2 separate regions of the Sus scrofa genome follow, and region 2 is linked to region 1. Evidence: chromatin contacts called from public HiChIP or PLAC-seq data. All regions are on one chromosome and are shown on one strand. Each heading gives the region's core, a stretch centred on a gene start, on an enhancer-like site or on the middle of the called end of the contact. The rest is flanking DNA. Distances are from core to core; before and after follow the strand shown. Region 1 holds the start of KDM4C (lysine-specific demethylase 4C). Region 2 holds the start of UHRF2 (E3 ubiquitin-protein ligase UHRF2).

Evidence for each region. HiChIP or PLAC-seq counts read pairs in DNA pulled down with a chosen protein or histone mark.
Region 2: an H3K27ac HiChIP or PLAC-seq map of alveolar macrophages shows a contact between it and region 1. The contact joins the promoter of UHRF2 here to the promoter of KDM4C in region 1. A contact is called at or near these places in 4 of 47 Hi-C or Micro-C datasets (embryonic fibroblasts, heart right ventricle, liver and 1 more) and 2 of 2 datasets of contacts at active chromatin or transcription factors (alveolar macrophages and skeletal muscle).

What each region holds. Positions count from the first base shown.
Region 1 is chr1:215,504,922-215,510,526 of Sscrofa11.1, forward strand. KDM4C (lysine-specific demethylase 4C) reads right to left here and starts at 2,857. Exons shown (of 22, transcript XM_021063858.1): 1 at 2,591-2,857.
Region 2 is chr1:215,804,677-215,809,920 of Sscrofa11.1, forward strand. It overlaps UHRF2 (E3 ubiquitin-protein ligase UHRF2), which reads right to left and starts at 2,952. Exons shown (of 16, transcript XM_021063938.1): 1 at 2,435-2,952. The coding sequence starts at 2,587.

The sequences.
Region 1 (5,605 bases), core at 1,607-4,106:
GACTGGGCTAACAAAAGAATGAGCTTTCCAGGCAAGGAAAGACAGTGCTACACTCAGGACAAAGCTACAAAGAATTCTGCCTCTAAGAATTACTCTTGGTAGTGGAGCAGGAAAATGTCAATAGGCCCCTCAAAGGTCTTGAGAGAAAGTATCCCTCAATACCACTATCCCTGTTTGCTCGTTCATTTATTCAAAAGAAAATGTTTAATCCAACAATTCCACTAACAGCTGTATACCCAAGAGTTTAAAAAAAGATAAAAAATAATCCATACAAAAAAATAGTTTATAGCAACATTATTCGTAATAGCCAAAATGTAGAAACAACCCAAATACCCATCAAGCAACAAACAGACAAAATGTGATATATCCATACAATGGAATAGATATGTAATTTAGCCATAAAAATGAATGAAGTGCTGAAACAGGCTATGACATGGATGAATTTGTAAAATATTACGCTAAATAAAAGAATCTAGTCACACAAGACCACATATAATATGATTACATTTTTATGAAATGTCAGAACCGGCGAATCTATTGAGACAAAAAGCACATTAGTCATTGACTAGGGCTGGGGTGGGGATGGGATTTAGGAGAAATGAACAATAAGTGCTAATGGGAAAGGACTTCTTTTTGAGGTGATAAAAATGTCCTAAAATTGGGAGTTGACCGCCCTGGCACAGTGGGTTAGGAATCCCACTGCTGCAGTGCTTGTTGCTATAGAAGCTCAGGTTCAACCCCCGGCTCCACACCGTGGGCTAAAGGATCTGGTGTTGCCACAGCTGTGGCATAGCTCACAGCAGCTGTGGCCCAGATTCAATCTCTGTCCCTAAGAACTTTCCGGCCATCAAATTAAAAAAAAAAAAAAAAAAAAAAAGAGTTCTAAAATTGGAGTTCCCCGCTGAGGCACAGTGCGTTAAGGATCCCTCCTTGTCTCTGGACCAGCTCAGGTCCTGAGTCCCAATTCCATCCCCAGCCCGCACTGGGTTAAGGATCCAGCATTGCCATTGCTATCTATGGCTTAGGCCACTGCTGCAGCTCAGATTCAGTCCCTGGCCCAGGGGCTTCCATATGCCTCAGGTGCAGCCATTTAAAAAATAACAATAAAACAGCAAAATTTAAAAATTGCATTGCCAAGTTCCTGAGATGCTCTAAAGATTATGTGCAAACTTTTCATAACACCTTAAACTGAAAGAAAGAAGGCCTTAAAAAACTGAACCATGTAATAACATTCCAAAAATAAAGTATGGGGGGGTTGGGAGGGGACTAGCAAGGTGGGAGACCTTAATAGTTCTAAAGATCTAAAAAGGTCATAACTAACGATCTTAAAGGAGAACCTAGTGCTACAAAGTAAAAATGTACCTTTAAAATTTAAAGCCACTAATTTTCAACCACGACACTTCGAAATTTGAATATTAGTAACCGTTGCCATAGAAACAGTGAAGCCGAGTTTCCGGAGGTTAAAAATAAAAAATACTGCAAATTCAAGTGGGTGAAACAGGGCAAAGTTTGGTCCGAACATAGGTGAACAGAGCCTACCATAAACTTTCACAAGGCTAAGAGTGGACTGAATGCAACTTTTAACCTACACTTCCCAAGCAGTGCTGGAGGAATCACCCCGCAGGGTAACTTACCAAGAGCAATAAATAAATAAATAAATAAATTTTAAAATGTTTTAAAAGTTTGCCCTCTCTTTTCCAGGGAGAGGACGCACAAAAAAATCCTCTCCAGCAACGCCCACCACCAAAGCCAGAAGCCGGCTCCGGCAGACGTGCATGGTAGCAGCTCAGGGGGAGACTAGCTCCGAGTTCACCCGGAAAGCATCCGAATCTAGCCCTGCTGGTTTCATTGGCTGAACACCGAGGAAAACCCCAAGCTCGAGCCCGTTGCCCCAGCCTACCTGGCTCCTTTCTCCACATCCCCACCCCCCGCCACGTCCCATGCCTGGCTTACCACGCGACCCTATCCAACTCCTATTTATTAAGCATCCACTGTCTAACACCGCATCGTGGCCAGAGGCACCGTAGGAAAAAATGGCCCCAAGCCGGAAAAATCAAAAGGACAGCCACGGGGACTAAAGTCGAACCAGGAAGAGGGTCTAACTGCCTACGATGGAGTGGTCTGGAGAGGCGCCCCCACCTTTACCCCGCGGGTTGTGATAGTCCCAGGGAAGAGACGGCCCCAAGGGGCGCACCAGGCCTGGTCTTCCCAGGGTCCCCGCAGACCCGGCTGGAAGGGGAAAGGTAAGGAGTCGGCATCCCTAGACTAACCGCGAGCTTCTCTGCTCCAAAGAGCGCGACCCCGACTCCGGCCCCCGGCAGAACGGCGAGCACGGGGACCGAACCCCTGAGGGCCAGAGCGGGCTGTCACTGGCTCCCGCCTCCCACTGCTGCGACCACGGCGGGCCGCTCTCTCCCCCTGGCATGACAGTCGCGGCGACCGCGGACCGAATGTCTCCGGCCCCGCGTCTCCGCTCGGCTGGACGCCGGCACCCCCCGCTGCCCCGCGCGGAGCGGGGCAGTGCCGGGAAGACCGCCCGGGGCCCCTCCCCCCACTGCCCCCATTCTCCGGAGTCCGGAAAAGCGGTTACCTGGCGCGCGGACTGGGGCGAGGACACGACCCCGAGGAGGAAGATGAGAAGGAAAACGGTAGCCCGTGACCCAGGGAGATTTGGGAAATTTAGGAGACTTGTTCCGCACTGGGTGACAGCTGTTCGCTGCGCACGCGCACCCGGCCTTAGTCGCCCGATCACTCCGCCGCTCCTCAGCCTCCCGTCGAGGGGCTGGGAGGCAGCGGTGAAGGCGCGCGCACAGCGCCCGCCGGCTCTCCTTGCGCGAGGGCGCGCGCGCGCCGTCACGTGACCGCTGGGGCCTGCACTTAGCGGGTCACGTGAACTTCCAAACAGCTTAAAGGTGCCAGGCACATTCTTGCTTTAGGCTTAATCTTCCGCGCTGTTCCTATTCTAGACTCGCAGCTGCGCTGTTGGCTTTCTAGAGATGGTTATGTCCCTTTTTTCCCAGAAGGGAAAGACAGTTGAACAGAAAAAAGGAACAGGTGCACAGAACCCTGCCCAGAAGCGCCCACTGGGTTCCTTCAGGGTTGGACCTGATGTAGCCCACGCGCCACACGTCCTCTTGGCCCGACGCGGCCCTATGGCTGCCTCCGGCGCGCGGACGTCAGAGTGGCGTTGCCATGGGTGGGGCATCGTAATGCCCAGCCTAACCGAACTGGCCAGGATGTCGCGGTTCGCTGCTGGGTAGCAATGACAGCGTCTTATGGTCAGGATTTCTGAGACTTCTGACCGAAATGGTAGATCCTGAGTGGGCGACGGGTGTCTACCTGCCAACCTTTTAGCAAGCAGTTCTCAAGCAGTAAGCCATGTTGTTAGCCAAAGGGAGCGATACTATCCCGTGTTCCAGACACCTACGCTGAACATGTCCCGGCCCAGCGCAGGTGTGCGCTTTAGCTGAGGAAACCTGCAGTGTCCCTAATAGGACTTTGGTCTGGAGGTTTCTCAAAAATTAGAGATGTCAGCAGAATAGCCTGAGCTATTAACATGAAGTGCAGGTGCCTCCGGACTCCTCAGGAAGTACTTAAATTAGCTTGCGACAACTTATTATTTCTGCGGGGTATCTGCCTTCTAAAGTGTCAGAAAAAAACAGTAATCCCTTACTTAAGCCTTTGTGCTACCAAAGACAGATGGCTGAGCACCAGGTGTTTTGCAAAGCTGAACAATTTTTTTAACTTCCTGTAGAGTTTCCAGCTGGGTCCTTTGTTGCGTTTCCCCTAACGTATTCTCAGCTAAGAAAGGGCAGATCCTTAGGCTTCTGAACAGGTCTGGGCTGTCTCAAGTGCTGAATTTTCTATTGCAGTCCACCAATTCCCGCCTTTCTAAGTATCTCAACAGGTATATTTACCACGCCCTCAAAGTCTTTTCTCAATGGTAGGAGCATTGCAAGGACTGATGAAATATGGCTAATTAGAGAGTTCCCTGGTGACCTGGCTGTTAAGGATCCCGTGTTGTTACTGTGGCTTGTGTCACTACTGTTGCACGGTTGCACCCTTAGTCCAGGAACTTTTGGTCTGCCACAAGCCTGGGGGAAATATATTTTTTTATTGTGCATATAATATATGTGTATATAAATATATATATATTTAAGTAAGGCTAATGGGATTATTGGGCAGTCCCTTTTTTTTTTTTTTTTTACTTTTTTAGGGCTGCACCTGTGGCATATCGAAGTTCCCAGGCTAGGGGTATAATAGGAGCTGTAGCTGCCAGCCTACACCACAGCAACTGGGATCCAAGCCACATCATCAACCTACACCACAGCTCATGGCAACACCTGATCCTCAACTCACTGAGCAAGGCCAGGGATGGAACCCGAGTCCTCATGGATACTAGTTGGGTTTATAAACCACTGAGCCACAACAGAAGCTCCAGGCTGCCACATTTCTGTAGTTATTAAATTGGAAAGAAGTTTTGGGCTCCATTACCCACACACATAGACATCTGAACTTGCCTAACATGTACACTCAACTGGGAATTTTACAAATGTGTATGTTATGAAGATCCCAACTCTCCTTACAAATCCATCAAATACACTAAAGCAATAAACATTCAACATTCATTTAGGGCTTACTGTGAGACTGATGCTGTTTTAAGAGCTTCATATATATTAATAGATTAATCTTTAAAATTCTTTGTTGAATAGGCTTTATTATTATCTCCTTGTCATGGATATGAAAACTGAAGTGTGGAGATTAAGAAATATTTCAGACAGCTACTGAATACCAGGGTTCTTAATAAATCATATGCTGTATTAGACTAGGAACCTAGCACACCAGACTGAAAATCTAGAAACATGAATTCCAGTCCATTTATAGTCTCCAGACACATGATATTGAACAAATAATATTTGTTAAACACAGTAAATAAAGTCTCAGCTTTGGGAGGGTTTGATTTTTTTGGTTGGTTGGTTGGTTGGGGGCGGGTGGCCACACTCTTGGCATATGGAAATTCTGGGGCCAGGGATCAAAACCAAAGTTGCAGCTGTGACTGAGCCTCTTCGGAGACAATGCTGGGTCCTTAACCAACTGAGGTAGCAGGAACTGAGTCTTTTTTTTTTTTAAGCCCAAAAAATGAGGGTGGGTGTTCCCTAGTGGTCTATCGGTTAGGACTTAGCACTTTCACTACTGTGGCTAGGGTTCAATCCCTGGTCTAAGAACTGAGATATCACATCAAGCCACTGCGTACCGTGACCAACAAAAGAAGAAAAAAGAAAGATGAGGGTAACATAACAGCTTTGCTGATTTTGAGCATTGTTGAATATTAAACAAGACAATGTAAAATGTCAAAACACTTTAAAGGCAGTAAAGCATCGTGTGAATCTATCAAGCACTTCACAGTTTTGCAACTTGAAGTGAGCCTTCTAGAAAATAAACTGGATTCATGGCACAGAAGAAAATGTGTCCCTAATGTACTAAAATACCTCTATATTACAAATTAAAATGAAAATTAGCATTTTAGCCAAATAGTAAATTAATTTATTTAGGTCCACCTAAAAACACCAGTCGTGGAGTTCCCATCGTGGCTCAGTGGAATAAG
Region 2 (5,244 bases), core at 1,702-4,201, 300 kb after region 1:
CACACAATTACAGTGCTTCTCCAAGTTAATTTGCATACAGACCACCTGGGAACCTAATTAAAATACAGATTCTATTTCAGCAGGGTGGGTGTGAGGCTCCCAGGTGCAGCTAATGCTACTGGTCCTGCTGATCCTGGGACTACATTTTGAATAGTAAGAAACTAGTAGGAAGCTGCCTTCTTCAACATTCATTATCAAACTCAGGTGTTCATGATAATCTCCCACAGGGTCTTGTTAAATTCACTACTTGCAATTCTGTTGTGAGCTGAACATCTGTAATAAATATCTACAAAAGATTCTGATGCATACCAAAGATTAAAAGAAGCAAACCTTACACACAAAGGTGAAGGCAGGGGGACTCCTTACATCAGGGAAAACTGTAAATTTGTTTTTATTTTATGACATTTTGCACTATGAGAAAGGAATCTTGAGGATGGGACATCTTTTTCTAATAAGCACAAAAGCAATTTACAAGAATAAGGGCAGCCCTGTGACACCAATCCAAAGCAGCTTGATATAGATACACTATCCTGTCCACAGGCTGTAGACTCCAAAAGGAAAGGAGAATATAGATAATAATCATTTCATCTCTGCTTGTCAGATCATAAGGAAGTAAATACAGCTGGAGCAATGTCTTCCTTCTATCTCCAACTCAAGTGAGGCACCCACAGTCCATTCCTAATTCTTGTTGGTTTATCCCCATAGTAAAATCAAGTAGTGAGTTATCAACTCCTGGAGTAAAAAGTTCAAAAGGTTGTTAAGCTCAATAGTTCTTCCCTGAGCTTGGAATAGCTTCCTGGTTTGTCAGAAGGGCTACTTGGTTGCCTTGAGTTTAACCCAATCCCTACCTTTTCCTCAAGAGAGCCAGGTGCACATTTTCCTTTTAGTGTTATTTGATAATTAGACTATATGGGCATCGCCCAGGAATTCATTTTCATGCTTTTCTATCTCTGGTGAAGTCACTAAAGTATCCCAGGAATTCAAATACTATTGTCCCTAGCTAGAAAATAAAATTCAATAGACTTTGTTACATGCTTTTCACTTTTGACCAAAAAATTAAAAGGTATCAGCCTTATAAAGCTAAAGAGCGTTTAATACACATACATTTATTTCTAAAGCAAAGTTTGCAAACAAATTGAACACCTATTTTTACAAGTCAAGCACTAGAGGATCAATATAAAACTGGATATTGATATCAACGATACTGACACTTATTTCAAAACAAATTTTAACAACCCCTCGCTCTTTCTCAGTGCAATCTTGTTACTCTGAAGTTTCTGGACAGTTTTCAAAAGGTAAGCCTATGAAGAGGAGAAAAATACTCCTCTCAAACCCGTTGGCTGTAGCAAAACGCTACTTCTACCAAATGAAAGAGAGTTACACTTATTTCAAACTACAAGATTGGAGCCAAAATATGGTCTATCAACTGGAGGATACCAACTTTGTTTTGTCTTTACAAAGAAGAAACAAGAAATACACGATGAGTCTGGGTCTCCAGGTACAGATCACGTGAACAGGAAAAAATCTTCAATGGGCCAGATCAGGGCCATACCATACAACTACCAGGGACGCCCAAACACCCTAGGGCACCGCCAAATAACACTTTCAGCCTTCAAGTATGTACCGCTAGCTATGCTCTAATTGTGTTCAAAGCATGGGTGAGAGACCTATGAGAAGGTGAGAAATAAGGGCAAGACACATCTTTTAAACCGTTTTTCACTCTGAATATTACCCCTCCACACCCCCCGCCAAGACTGGCTAGTTTAAACCCGGTCCCAGGTTACATCTACAGCTTCTTCAGCCCAGGTCTCTAATCTCCCCCAAGACAGATTCAATTCCAGGAAAGGAGGGGGCGGGCAGAAGTTCTGGAAAGCCTTCGAACCTTCAGTGTATACAAATCCCTTCCACAGAGAGGAGGCAACTTAGGGTCTTGTGCCTGAGAACAAGCAATACGTAAGTTTCCCCTCCTATTTGGGACCCAGGAGGGCGGTAGAGCTAAAGAAAGGATACAAGCCGTTAGCCGGGTCAGCGCTGCCGGGAGTCAGAGCCGCCAGCCCTCCCCACCTGCACTTTGGCATGGCCGCCAGAGTCTGCTGCCCTCCCCGCCCTCCAGGAGCCCGGACCCCACCAAGCGCGGGAATAAGAGGGAACCCAGGCGCCCTAGCGAGCGGCTGCTGCCCCATTGAGAAAGGGCGGTGAGGTCTCCGGGCTCCGGGTGCCTCCGACCCCGCGAAGCGCACCTGCACTCAGGGCTGGCGAGGACCCCCGCCCATGGCCGAGCTCTGAACCTCGCGGGCTGCCCACCCGAAGTGGAGCCAGGTACATTTTGCACATGTGGGGCACCAAGCACTCCGGCCCGTCCAGCTTAAGCATCCTGCCAACGCTCCGCTGCCCTTGCTCGAGCTTCCCGTGGGGGGCGGTGGGCGCGACTCACCTGCTTGCCCCGGTAGAAGAGGCGCTGGCACTCGGGCCGCACGTCGAACAGTGCCCACACCCGCTCGCGCAGCTCCTCAATTGTGGCTTTGCGGGACACGTCCTCAATGGTGCGCGTCTGGGACCCGTCGATGGTGCGAACCTGGATCCACATCTCGGCGCCGGGAGAAGGGGCCGGCCCTGCTTTGTCTCCCCCTGCGCTCGGGGCGCCGCGCCCCGCCCGGCCCGCGCCGCTTCCCGGTCCGCTCTGACTCTCCGCGGCTGGCGGGCGAGCGCGCGCACCAGAGAGGAAGACCGACCAGACGCCGGGCCGGACAGGCGGCGGTGAATCCTAAACTAAGCGCCCACCCAGCAGAGCTGAGGAGGGAAGGAAACCGGAACCAGTCGGGAGCGCGGCTGCTACCGCAGCCCCCACCTCACAAATAGGAAGAAGCCTTGTCTGCGCCGCGCGGAGTGTTTACTTATAGAGCTCAAGCTCCCACATGGAGGTCACGGCGCCAACCCGGATCTCGCGAGATCTATGCCGGGCTCCGCCTTAAAGAGGAAGCAACTCAGGAGGTGGCCACAGACCAGAGGAAACTAAAATGGGCGGGGTGGGAAGGGCGGGGCGGGGGGGCGGTGCTTTGGTGAGCCGTTACTTGCCCCTCCGCCGGCACCTGGGCCCTAGACACGCCCTCTAGCCTTCGGGTTGCTGGCGGTTACAAGGCCGCCCACACGGGTTGCCGCTTTAGACCTGATTTCGGGACCAAGGGCGAGAGCGACCTCTCAGGCCTAGCCAATTCGGTTCTGTGGTATCAAAAACACCAAAGATAAGAAACTCTTATGTGCAGTTGTACGACTATGAAAAGTGGGGTGAGTGCATGCGGGCGCGGCCTAAATTTGTGAGAAAGCACCTAAGGAAATGAACCCGCTTCACCGCGCTCAGCCAGACACAGCCAGCCAGGCGGCCTGGCGGGGCCGGCCACCCAGGAAAGGCCCTAGGGACCCTTCTCCTTCAGGAACTCGTTTCCCGCCGGTCGCAGAATGCTGCCTTCGCGCGGAAACTGGCTTCCTAGTGTTTCCCGCCGCTGGGCGGAGGTGGCCACCCAAGTAAGGCCTACAGGCCGCCGGGCCGGGTGGGATCCCCATCTCTGCCCGCTGCGCTCACAACCGGACCTTGGGCCAGGGAGGTGCTGGTGCCGCCTCTCTGAAGGCCTCTCTCCAGAGGCGGACGTTTCCGTTTGTGGACCTTCCATGTTAGCATTTGGCTTAAGGGGCTGGGGTCATGGAAGACGCTTTTAAAGGATGCAAAATTACACACCTATGAAGGAAGTACTCCAGCGATCCTGATAGGAATAATTTCTCAAAAATAGTCCAAAGGAGCATTACCTAAAAAGGAAGAGAGCATATGGAAGTAGAAAAAAGTATGTATGTATAAAATTTGGACTTCATATTTGCCAAAATCCATAACTTGAGTATTCATACTGGTGCAGATTATTAGCACAAAAGTAGAGCAACATTTTTGTAATAACCGCTTAAAATAATTGTAAGTACAGAGACCACTAATATATTGGGAAAAAAAAAAAAGATGGCCCAACATGGGAGAGAGAGAAAAAAGTGGAACAAATATACATTTTGGTCTCCGTCCTTGTTGAAAATTTTACACTCACTTTTACTCTCTAAATACATCCTGTCTGCTCCTGATTTAAGTAAAACAAATATTGGGTATTCTTTACATGTGTAAATATGAGGCTCGCTAATAACCTGCCCCAATAAAGGATAGCTATTTGCTATTATAGGATACAGTATGCCCTTGTAGAGTCATATTAAAAGTTTTATAAAAATTCTCTGATCACAAAGAATTTACAATCCTGTTCAAATAAGAATTTAAAAAATGAAAGTATTAAAGAATAATTTAGTACTAAATAGTCTGCTCTTGGTTAAAACAGCAATTAGAGGTGAGAGAAAGGGACTAGAATGATCTGGGATCTTAAGAATAGGGGTACAACTTGACCTGAATTAAATGGCATATTGTAATGAAGGCAGCATTTAAATGTTCAGTTCATGAATTGTAACCAGTTTTTCTATTTACTTAAAATGTGATCTTGGAGAAATTATTTGTTTCAATTTCCTCAATGTAAAATGGTGCTTAGAATATCTAATGAATGTAAAATGTTTATCATAGTGCCTATCCCTTGGTGTTACACACTAAATTATTTTTGTACTATTATGGAGAGGATTTAGATAAGCAGAGAATGCCCAAAGAGGAGAGAGTGCTTAAGCAAAGATAGAAGGTATGCATTTTTGCAGGTCAAAGAGATTGCATATAAGAGAAAGGTTGACTAAATAGGGAGGGGCAGAGTGTGAAGATTAGCATTGAAAGAAATAGATTTTGTGGGCCCCAGGGAGAAACTAAAGTTTTTAAAGGAGTCCACTGATGTGATTAAATATGCCCTTTGCAAAGACACCTGAAGGAATGTGGAAGGATGCCTTAGGGAAAAACTAAGAGACTAGGAGAGGCGGGGGAGATGCTGTCAGAAAGCTTATTGTGTCAGTTTCGGTGAAATCTGTGACAGTAAGAGAGGAAAGTATAGAGTCAGAGTATTCTAGAAAATCAAGGCTATCAGACTTGTAGAAAGTGTGGATATGAGGGATGAGGAAAATAGAATGCTAAGAATAATTCCAAGGTTTCTAGTTTGGGAGACTTAAATGATGGTTTGGGTAGATAATGATGCTCTGAACTAGAAGAGAAGAGGAAGCAGTGCGTACCCTTTGCATTGTGTTGCACTGAAATTCATCCAGAGTATACCTACATGGAGTTATTTAAGTAAT